Regions from separate parts of the Mus musculus genome. Here all the other regions are linked to region 3. A link is a contact called in public Hi-C and promoter capture Hi-C data. All regions are on one chromosome and are shown on one strand. The core of a region is the stretch at or near the end of the contact, and the rest is flanking DNA. Distances in the headings are between cores, read along the strand shown.

Region 1 (3,258 bases), core at 465-2,964, 160 kb before region 3:
TGGGTAATAACCTCAAGGCAGTGCATTGATGGCTCTAGGTATGTTCCACGTTGCCTTTTGTGTGCTGAGATCTATTCCTTGCATTCTCTGAAGTCTTTATCATGAAGGGATACTGAACCTTGCCAAAAGCCTTGCATCCGCTGAGATGATCATATGGTTTCTGTCCTTGAGTGACAGACTCCTGTCACACTTGAGCCCAGACAGAGCTGTTTAGGTAATGACTCTCCTCTGCCTTTTTTTTTTTTTCCTTTTGTGCATGTGGTCTACTTTGCAGCATCGGATGGCAGTCTGCTATATGTTAATTGTATATGTCTCAGGCAAATGTTCCTACATTTCCCCCCTGTCTCTAAAATGCCTGTCATAAAGTAATCTGCTTCATAAGCTTCCTGTGCAGGTCATGTGATTAAATAAACAAATACACTCAAGTTTCGACTAGGTTGCCTTTAAGAACTTATGCCACCATGGCTCACATAGGCTTCTAGTTTACACGGTAGCAGGCATGTTCAATTCCCTCCAACCCAGGGCACAGCCCAGTAAGGCACTGAATGGAAGAGGAAGAGGATGCAGGAGGCAGAGGTGAAGAGGGAGGGTATCCTTTGAGGAGAGGTAGTAAGAAGGTTGGGTCCCTCAAGTCTGGGTTGCAGGAAAATAAACAGCAAACAGTGTTCCAAGTATTTTCCAGAACTTGGGGCTCCCAAGGCTGGGCTGATAAATCTGAGACAAAAACACGCCGCAGCTTTTTAGACTGACTTGCCTGTTTTCCTTCTTCTCTTTAATTGTTGAGTAGCCTTTGAAGACCTCGGAGGAAATGCCCAGAAGGCCTATACGATCTTTTACCTCATCTTAGACCCTGCATTAGGCCAGTGGGAAGTACCTTTTACTCCTTATTGAGGAAGGGTTATGGAGCAGGAAGAAGCCCGCAGCCCCCTGTGTAGCATCCCCATCTCTTCCTCCTTCACAGAAAACTATCATTCACAGCCCCACCCCCAACACCAGACTCCCTAGCTTCCAAAGCACAGAAGCTTGGTCCTGAAATGGGTGCAGTTCATTTAGGACCTTAGTGATTCGTTCAACAAACAAGAAAAGGCCCAACCTCCAGGGAGGTGGAGTGGGCAGGTGTGGAGAGGGCAGGAGGCTGTAGGCAGACTTGGCACATATGAGTTGTGAGTTCACCACCTCTGTCCAGCCCCCAGGAGTTGAAGTGCTCCCAGGGAAGGGGCCTCAGGGACTGGGTGTGGGGTACATATGCCTGGGACATGCACACACTTGTGTTTCCCTGTGATCAGACCTGAGCTGAGACTCGTGGGGAAGGCTTGGGGGTGAGGGTGGAGAACAGAGGGGTCAACTGTCCAGCTCGCTACCTGCCAAAGTTCTGAATTGGAAGAGTGGGACCCAGCAGCCCCTCCTTGTTCCAATTCAGTCTTGGGGTTGATGCTCTGTGGCTGAGGCAGTGTCGAAAGTGGTCAGATGACGTTGTTTATGGGACATCTCCAGCTAGGCTGAAACCACAGCACAAGAGGCCTGGCAGGAATGTCTAAAGGCTACAGAGGGGTGCTGGCATAGCAAAGACTGGAGTTGTCGTACCTAGCCTGACTGTCTTTTCTCCCTCTTGGGACTGATTGCCCAGCTTCTAGGAGCCTCCTGGCCCTGCTCTATTGAGTCCCTGGAGCCAGGCAGGCGGGTGTGGCAGCCATTGTGTAAGGGTGAGCTCACCCCCTGTTCCGTCCCAGCCTGCACCAGCCTGCCCGCTGCTGGTTAATCATTGTTCAGACACCTTGGCTGGCATGCAGGCTGCAGAGAAAGACATGACAGGGCAGGGTTGACCCTGCCAGGCCTCAGCAAAGCTTTCCCACCCAGCAGGCCTGAGTGGGGCTGTTCCCCTGGACCCCACAGAGGACACTGCTGTGGAACTGAGACTTCTCTTATTTCCTTAGTAGACCTTAGGTAAACAATTCTGATTGGATTCAAGAACATGTCTCTTGAATTTCCTCTGGTGCAATAAACTCAGTGTAATTTAGTGGCATAGCTGGGACAGACAGCAATGCCCAAAGATCTTAAATCCCAGCTCTCCCATGTACTAGGTGACCTTAGTCAGGCTTAATAGTCTCTCCTGCCGTGGTTTCCTGGGCTATGAAAAGGTGCTATTAATGGTGATGCTGCTGTCCTCTCAGGACTGTTGTGAAGGTTAGGACAGTCATAAAGTGCCTACTGTGCCAAGAACTAGAAAGCCCATGAAATCTAAAACTTTCATCACTGTACACAGCTAGTTCTCCAAAGTGAGATGAGTGGCCACCAGGTGTGGGCTGGCCTGTTTGTATGCACTGTCTAAGCACCCTTCAATGTCCTCTTGTGAACTGGATACTGCTCTCCCCAGTTCTCTGGATAAGAACACTCAGATTCCAAGGTATGGGGCAGGTGTGAGCTTGAAGCTCCTGTCCAGGGTCACTTAGTATAAGCCACAAAGGTGAATTTTAACCCTACGTGCGTCTGTGCTCGAATCTCATCTCACTATCGCCCAGCATTGCCAGGTTTACAGATCAAAGATGCAAATCTGGACTTGTCCAGCAATTAAATTCTTCCCACACTCATGGGCATTCTCTCAGCCTGTGTGGGGGTGGAGTGAGGGGTTCTAGGCTCAATCCATGAGAAAGACAAGGAGCTAAGAATGCCTCATTTACTCCCTGGGCCTAAGGAACTCCAGCCCCCTGCCCATGAAGAGACAGGAAGGACCTAACACAGGCCTGCAAGATACCCAGTGCTGCTGCAGCTGAGACCCACAATTATTCATTCATCATAGTTAAATGGAAGGTGAGTGATTATCTAGAGATTATGAGAGACCTGGAATCTTTTCTCTCACCTCAAGCTCCCCCAGGATGATGCTATTAGCTGAGATATGGTTGGATAGCACTTAAGGACATCCCTTTGCAAACCAAAGCAGTGGAGCACTTGTCTCTCAGGAAGTATTATAGCCATCCAGAAGTTCCTTGGTCTAATTCAGAGGTGTGCTTTAAAGGACAGGCTTGGGACCCAGATGGCTTGTCTTTGGGACAGTGGGGATTCTGGGTCCCCTGTCCTCAGGAGCCAGCACATAATTGAAATGGGAGCTTCAGGGGAGAAATTTCATGCCTTTCTTAGAGGTCTATGAATGTGTACATATATGTGCATGTGTGTGCAGGTAGGCATAAATATGCCCCCCCACCCCCGTGTGTGTGTGTGTTTGTGCGTGCGCATACATGCGTACGTGCTGGGCAGCAATGG
Region 2 (3,282 bases), core at 681-3,180, 220 kb before region 3:
TCCACTTAGGCTTTAATTCTTGAGTAGTCTCTTTTTGATGTAGATTGTTTCTGGACCAGTTTGTCTAAGTCCTGGCTCTTATTGGCTCAAATGAAATGTTATCTTCACTTTGTATATTATGTATAAATTAGAAAATGAAACGTGTGAATAACATTGTATGAAATAAACCTGGTCTTGTGTTTTTCTCTAGATAAAATATCCCTCTATATCTCTGTCAAGAGTGCCTGATTACATCACTTCACACACACACACACACACACACGCACACACGCACGCACGCACGCACGCACGCACACACACACACACGTGTGGCTTGCTTTCTGCATAAACTTGGGACTGTTCTAGGAAAATGTATATTGGGTTCAAACCTGAGTTTAAGACTTACCTTACTATTTCCAGACTTTGGCTGTCAACAGCCTGGGTGCCCTAGTGAACTAAAGATTTACTTAGGTGTTTTATGTATATGAGTGTTCCGTCTGCACGTAGATCTGCATGGCAGAAGAGGGCATCAGATCACATTACAGATTGTTGTGAGCCCCCATGTGGTTGCTGGGAGTTGAATTCAGGGCCTTACTTGCTGAACCATCGCTGCAGCCCCGGAGTTTGATTCTTTTATGATTATTAGTCGGGTTTTGTGTGTGTGTGTTGTTTTTTGTTGTTGTTGTTGTTGTCTGTTTGTTTGTGGAAGGTTTTGATTTTTCAAGACAGAGTTTTCACTGTATAGCTCTTGGCTGTCATGGAACTCTCTGTAAACCAAGTTGGCTTCATAGAGCCCCTCTAGTGCTAGAATTAAAGGCATGTGCCACTCTTAAGTTTTTGTTCCTTCCGTAGGTGGGAAAAGGAAACACCATAATCCAATATTGCTTATCTTTCTCTGACTTCAGTTGTTTAGTTTTATCTTGGTTTGATCATTGCTATGAAAGCAGTTTTTTGGGAAAGGTGAAACTCTTGGAATTATCATGCCCAAGAAAGGGCCTGAGTCATCTCTGTCCTCAGGATGTTGTTTGTTTGTTTGTTTGAGCAGAGAGGGTAAGGAACTCAGAGGAACACTGTTCATTGTCTGCTCTTCCTCCACAACTCGCCCAGGCCTGGGGTAAGGCTTCTGGAATGAGTCTGGTGCTCTAGACCTAGAAGTCAGGAGGATGAGAGGCTGCAGTGTTCAAGGTGTGGTACAGAAGGAAGTAGAGGTCTGTCCTTTGGTCTTTAAGTTAAAGGCCCAACTACTTTCTAAGTCCTAAATGTCTTGTAGATTCTATACATAGGTTTTAAGTTTAAATGGTCAGCATGAGTTAGGGATAACAGTTCAGTGATGTGCAACTCTTGGACCAACATCGATCTGGCCTTTGGTCATCTCCAGCAACACAGGAGCACATCTAAGAGGCAGGCTTCCTAGTTATAGTAGGAACCTGGCAGTTTTGCTGTTAAAGAGCCAGCTGATGAAGAGTGCTTGGTGCTCTGACCGGTCAGTTCAGTTTTCATTATCTACCCTAGGTGGCTTATGACCTCCTGAAACTCCAGTTCCAATGCCCCCTGACTTCCCTGAGCACCCACACCCACATGGTACACATACATATATTTGTTGTGCTAGCTCAGCCAATTGGTAAGTCTGAGCATGTACCATCAAAATTGGGTTTGCCCAAAGGAAGCCACAGTAATTCAGAAGAACTGGTAATTTAGCTTTATAGCAAGGAAAGTGGAAATAAGGAAAATTTGCCCACTGGCATAAACCACTCCTTCCTAGTATCTCTGGACTTGATGGGAACAGAAGTCCAATAGGTGTCTGTCTGTCTGTCTGCCTGTGTCTGTGTGGAGGTATCCTGCCAATCAGCCTTTCTCAGAAAAGAAATGCCAGTAGTCTTACCTCTGCTGTATGAAGCACATGCTGCAGTAATTCCTGAACATGCTGGCAAGTCAATGTAGTTTTCTAGCGTTCTGGAAGTGTGCCTAGGGCTCTCTAAAGATAGCCACTGCTGTGGCTGTGAGAACAGTGATCAGGGCGACAAGGAAGGGTTTCTTTGGGCCGAATGTACCCAGTGGGTTAAGAGTCTGTCACCTTCACAGCTAGGAAGCATGGCAGGAAGCACCAGGCATGGTGGCAGAAACAGTTGGGAGCTCTCATCTCAGAACCCAAAACGGGGAGCAAGCAGAAAAGTCTTTAAGCTCTCAAACAGCCGTCCCCACTGACATACTTCCTACAGCAAGGACATACCTAAGGTTCCCCAAACAGACATGAACTGAGAACCAAGCAAGCATTCAAATGCTAGAAAACGGGTGGGGGTGGCATTTGTCATTGAAACCACATTCTATTCCCTGACTCCTATAGTCCCATGACTATATAAAACAAAAATGCATTTTGTTTGTCTAAGTCTGCATCATGATCAGTGGTGTACCTGTTTGAATATTGGGTCTCACCAGTTTATGGCCACCCGGAACCTGTAAATGCAACCTAACTTGGTAACAGGTCTTTGTAGTGAAGTCACTCTGTGCCCTAAATCCAGTATGGCTAAAGTTCTAAGCAGGAATTTGGCCAGGTGGTACCTACTCTTTGGTCTGTTCTAGCTGAGAGATTCTGATCTTTCCAGCAGACACCAACCTCCAGAACCTAGAGCTGCTCTTAGCATCCTGGCTTGTGATTTTGCCATACATTTCCCTCCAAATCATAACGTCCCCTCCCAGCTCACACCTCAATCAGGTGTTTTCCCAGGGAAGCAGCTGCTTCAGAATGAAAGGCACTTTGGGAGGGCAGTGACATCCCTCCCGTTCCATTCCTTGTATTTCCTCCTCTCCTGGCTGCCTCACACTCAGGGTGTCAGTCTGACAGCATGAAGTTCAGTACCGGAGCAGCACACATGCCTCCGTGTACATGAATTTAAAGAGCCTTACCATAGGACCCCCCAGTCCTACTCCTTGGGATCTACCCCTCCACACACCGAATACATAACACATGACCCCATCAAAAGGTGGCATGAAGTGGTTGTAGCAGCTCTAAGAGACTGCATCGGAACTGTCACCCAAAGGCTCACATGGAGCTGCATCCTCCCAATAGTGAAAGTATTGGCAGGCGAGGGAGCCGCGGGGGAGGGGGCGGTTTACCCTACTGGAAGTGTGCTGTCCTTCCAAGGGGATTGTGGGATCCTAGGTTCTTCCCTTCTTCTGTCTCCTGACTACAGCAAGGAGGCAGTTTTGTCACTCAGTGTCACCAAGACATGTTACATCTCTACTGCTTGAAAGCAACAGGGCCAGTCATGGCTGCAAACTATTCTTACAAAGTATTGTTAGTGA
Region 3 (3,264 bases), core at 364-2,863:
TAATATGGTAGATCTATCTTTAGGTTTTAGTTGTTGTTTGATTTTGAGGAACATCCACACTGAAATAAAAAACACTTGGACCCTTAACTTCTAGATGTGGTGAGACAATTGCCTGAAGTCAAAGGGTTCAAAGGTTGTGTGCTTGTGGTAGGGAAGACTCAAGTGGGGAACTTAACACTTCTGTATGAAGTGCACACTAGGATATATGAGCCAATATTGATAGTTGCAGATTATGTTAAAAAGGAAAACCAAAAATAACACAAAAATGGGTGAGACCAAATACCTCCACAGGACTGGATCCACCTGAATGTCTAGATTTGGGAACTTTGTTAACATCAGGATACCCCAAAGGACAATGGGGACATGGGAAAATGGCTCAGTGGGTGAAGTGCTTGCTGCAAACATGAGGACAAGTGTTTGGATCCCCAGCACTCCTAGAAGCCTGGTTAGCTGTGCTGCACCTGTAACCCCCGTGTTGAGAGGGGATCAAGCGATGCTGGAGGTCATTGGCGGGGCAGTCTCGCCCACACTGTAAGTTCCAAGGTTACGGAGATATCCTGCCTCAGAAAATGAGATGGCAAGTTATTGAAGAAGGTACATGATGTAGGTCTCTGGTCTGCACATGTGCTTCCACATACATGCACACACGAGGGAAGATGTACAAAAAGTTAAGAGAAATATAGAAAAATCACTCTCTGGATAGAAAAGCTCTAACACCTCACATATTTTGAAACGGGAGGGTACGCCACAATGTAGTTGTAGCTTTAATGACCCAAAGGTCATATTACTCCCATTACAAGGACCCTTGACATAATTTTTAAGGTGTTTTAAGGATTCTGTGTTGGCTAGTCCTATGTCAGCTTGATGCACAAACTAGAGTTATCTGAAATGCTGTACGGCATTTTAAAAAACTAGTTATTGATTGGGGAGGGCCATCCCTGGGCTGGTGGTTCTGGGTTCTATAAGAAAACTCTCTATGGCCTTTGCATCTGTTCCTGCCTCCAGGTTTCTACTGCCCTGTTTGAGTTCCTGCTGACTTTCTTAGATTATGAACAGCAGTATGGACGTGTAAGCCAACTAAACCCTTTCAAGCTCCTCACCTTGCTTTTTGGTCATGGTGTTTTGTCGCAGCCATAAGAACCCTAATCCAACGCAAAATAATAGTGCCCACTCCTAAATTGCTTCAGAGGGCTCTGTAGTTCTCTCAAAGAAGGCAGTCCTCAAAATGCACATCTGCACTGCCATTTTTTATTTGTCCGATGGTGCCAGCCTACCAAATGCAACAACTGACGTTCTTTTCAAGAATATTGGTCGGGGTCGGGTGGAGCGGTTAGAGAGAAAACACAGAACTCCTGAGACCTTTTTTGGAAGGGGCTCCCTTTAGCTTATACTGACTCCTGACGCACGACTATTAGCGTGATGTTGTAACACAGCGGCGGGGATGAAGGGACGGCGCTGGGAGAGATACGCATGGCAGATCGCTAAACTGAGAGCAGAAAGGCTCGAAGCCAAGGCATTGAAGAACTGATCAACTTCACCCCACACCAATTACACAGCCGCCCCATCGCCCGCGCAGGCGCACGACGACCAACACGGGGCGGGAGGCCACGCCGGAAGTTCTCTAAGCGCCCCGGATGCGACTGGGCGGCGGTGGTTGCCAGGCGACGGGAGCTTCTCCGATCCACCAGTGCTCGCAAATGGAGGTGTAGAACCCGTTATATATTAGCGTGCCTTGACCGCTGTGGGTCGTCTTCTCCGAGTTCCCACGATGTTCTTCTACCTGAGCAAGAAAGTGAGTTTCTCCTGGGGACCGCCGTCGCGCCGCCTCCATTCCTGTAGCCCGCCGGTGCCCGCATTCTCCCGGGACTGCAGGCGGCTGCCAGGCAGCTTCTCCATCTTCCTGTCACCTATCTCCTCTCACAGGTCTCTGTGCTCCGGTAGTCCTTGGCAGAGCCAGCAGCTCTTTCTCAGGATTCTTCCACATTCCAGTCATGCCAAGTTTCTTTTCAGTGATAAAAAGTGATCACCAAGCGCTGGTGGTCTTTCCTCTGCTACTTGTTGATCCAGAAGGTAGATTATGACAGTCTGCCCTAAGAGAGAAATATAAGTGTGGTGTGGGAAAGGAAGTAAGAGCAGCAGCGATACGAATTTATGTCTCAGTTCCCGCCTCAGTTCAGACACCCCCACCCCGTTCCCGCCCGCTTCCTTGGCAATCACCTTCCTTTATGTGCACTTCTTTACAGAATGCTAGGGCTCAGAACATTTAAGAAGACCACAGCCATTTTCATAATAGTTCATTTTGCTGCAGGGCGTTATTGTTTCTCTCTCCCTTTTTCATGCTCTTTTTTGAGACAGGATATTGCTGTGTAGCCCAGGCCAGCTTCCAACTTTCCACCCTTCTGCCTCAGTGCTGGGATTGGTAACATGGGCTACGACAAGTTCGGGCAGGTTTCTTCTTGGAAGATGTTTGCCTGTCTATATCTCCTGGATGGAGATCCTCCAACTCCTTCGTGAAAAGCTAGCATCACTGTGATTCGTGTTTACAGATTGCTGTTCCCAATAATGTGAAGCTGAAATGTATATCCTGGAACAAGGACCAAGGGTTCATAGCATGTGGCGGTGAGGATGGATTACTGAAAGTTTTAAGACTCGAGACACAGACAGGTAAGTGATCATCACCAGTACAGATGTGTGAAACTGGTAGAAAGCAGTGGCTAGTGGCTAGTGGCTAGTGAGACCTACTTATGGTATTTGTCATTATGAAGTTTTAATTTTTTTAAAGGGGTTTATTCTTATGGTATGGGTGTTTTGCCTGAACGTATTTTATGGTGTCACATGCATGTAGTGCCTGTGGGGGCCAGAAGAGGGCATGGGATCTTTTCCTTTGTAACTAGTTACAGATGGTTTGTAGGTGCCGAGAACTGACCACTGGTTCTCTTCAAGAACAACACGTGTTCTTAACCACAGACCCATCTCTCAAGCCCCTCCTGTCACTGTTTCTGAGGCAGAGTCTTCTGAGACAGGCCTGAGAAGTTGCCATGTAGGACAGGCTAGTTGGCCTGAAAACTTCCATCTGTGTCTGCCTCCTGTGTCCTCTCTGAGATTACAGGAGCGTGATCTGATCCCTGTGTTAGGTATGAGTTTTGGGGCTCTGAGGTCAGGCCCTCACACTTGCACAGCAAACTCTTTACTGACTCAGCCATCTCCCGAGGAGATGCCTTATTTATTGCCTTTCAGATCCAGCAGTTACTGGTAAAGTGTTTT

Evidence for each region. Promoter capture Hi-C pulls out the DNA fragments that hold promoters and counts their contacts. A called contact is a pair of places that touch in the nucleus more often than the background predicts.
Region 1: a promoter capture Hi-C map of the C10 cell line shows a contact between it and region 3. The contact joins the enhancer-like site here to the promoter of Wdr35 in region 3. A contact is called at or near these places in 2 of 39 promoter capture datasets (the C10 cell line and embryonic stem cells) and 2 of 115 datasets of contacts at active chromatin or transcription factors (bone marrow-derived macrophages and pancreatic cancer cells).
Region 2: a Hi-C map of cortical neurons shows a contact between it and region 3, with 2.3 times the contacts expected there. The contact joins the enhancer-like site here to the promoter of Wdr35 in region 3. A contact is called at or near these places in 20 of 39 promoter capture datasets (the 3T3-L1 cell line, the C10 cell line, the HPC-7 cell line and 12 more), 1 of 15 datasets of contacts at CTCF or cohesin (the NIH/3T3 cell line), 6 of 484 Hi-C or Micro-C datasets (the AtT-20 cell line, bone marrow-derived macrophages, cerebral cortex and 3 more), 13 of 115 datasets of contacts at active chromatin or transcription factors (bone marrow-derived macrophages, craniofacial prominence, embryonic hindbrain and 7 more) and 4 of 9 other capture datasets (adipose tissue, embryonic stem cells, liver and 1 more).

What each region holds. Positions count from the first base shown.
Region 1 is chr12:8,810,042-8,813,299 of GRCm38.p6, forward strand. No RefSeq gene overlaps it. Among named protein-coding and RNA genes, the nearest start is that of Gm33418, 20 kb to the right of the region's middle. Within about 2 kb of position 1,715, at least 75 of the 459 cell types and tissues checked have an H3K27ac peak or open chromatin away from gene starts, as enhancers often do. A contact at or near this core is called in pancreatic cancer cells, where this site is marked.
Region 2 is chr12:8,752,366-8,755,647 of GRCm38.p6, forward strand. Pum2 (pumilio RNA-binding family member 2) reads left to right here. Exons shown (of 21, transcript NM_001160220.1): 21 at 1-218. Among named protein-coding and RNA genes, the nearest start is that of Gm4755, 17 kb to the right of the region's middle. Within about 2 kb of position 1,931, at least 10 of the 459 cell types and tissues checked have an H3K27ac peak or open chromatin away from gene starts, as enhancers often do. A contact at or near this core is called in cortical neurons and trophoblast stem cells, where this site is marked.
Region 3 is chr12:8,972,388-8,975,651 of GRCm38.p6, forward strand. It overlaps Wdr35 (WD repeat domain 35), which reads left to right and starts at 1,614. Exons shown (of 27, transcript NM_001159527.1): 1 at 1,614-1,792; 2 at 2,547-2,664. The coding sequence starts at 1,769.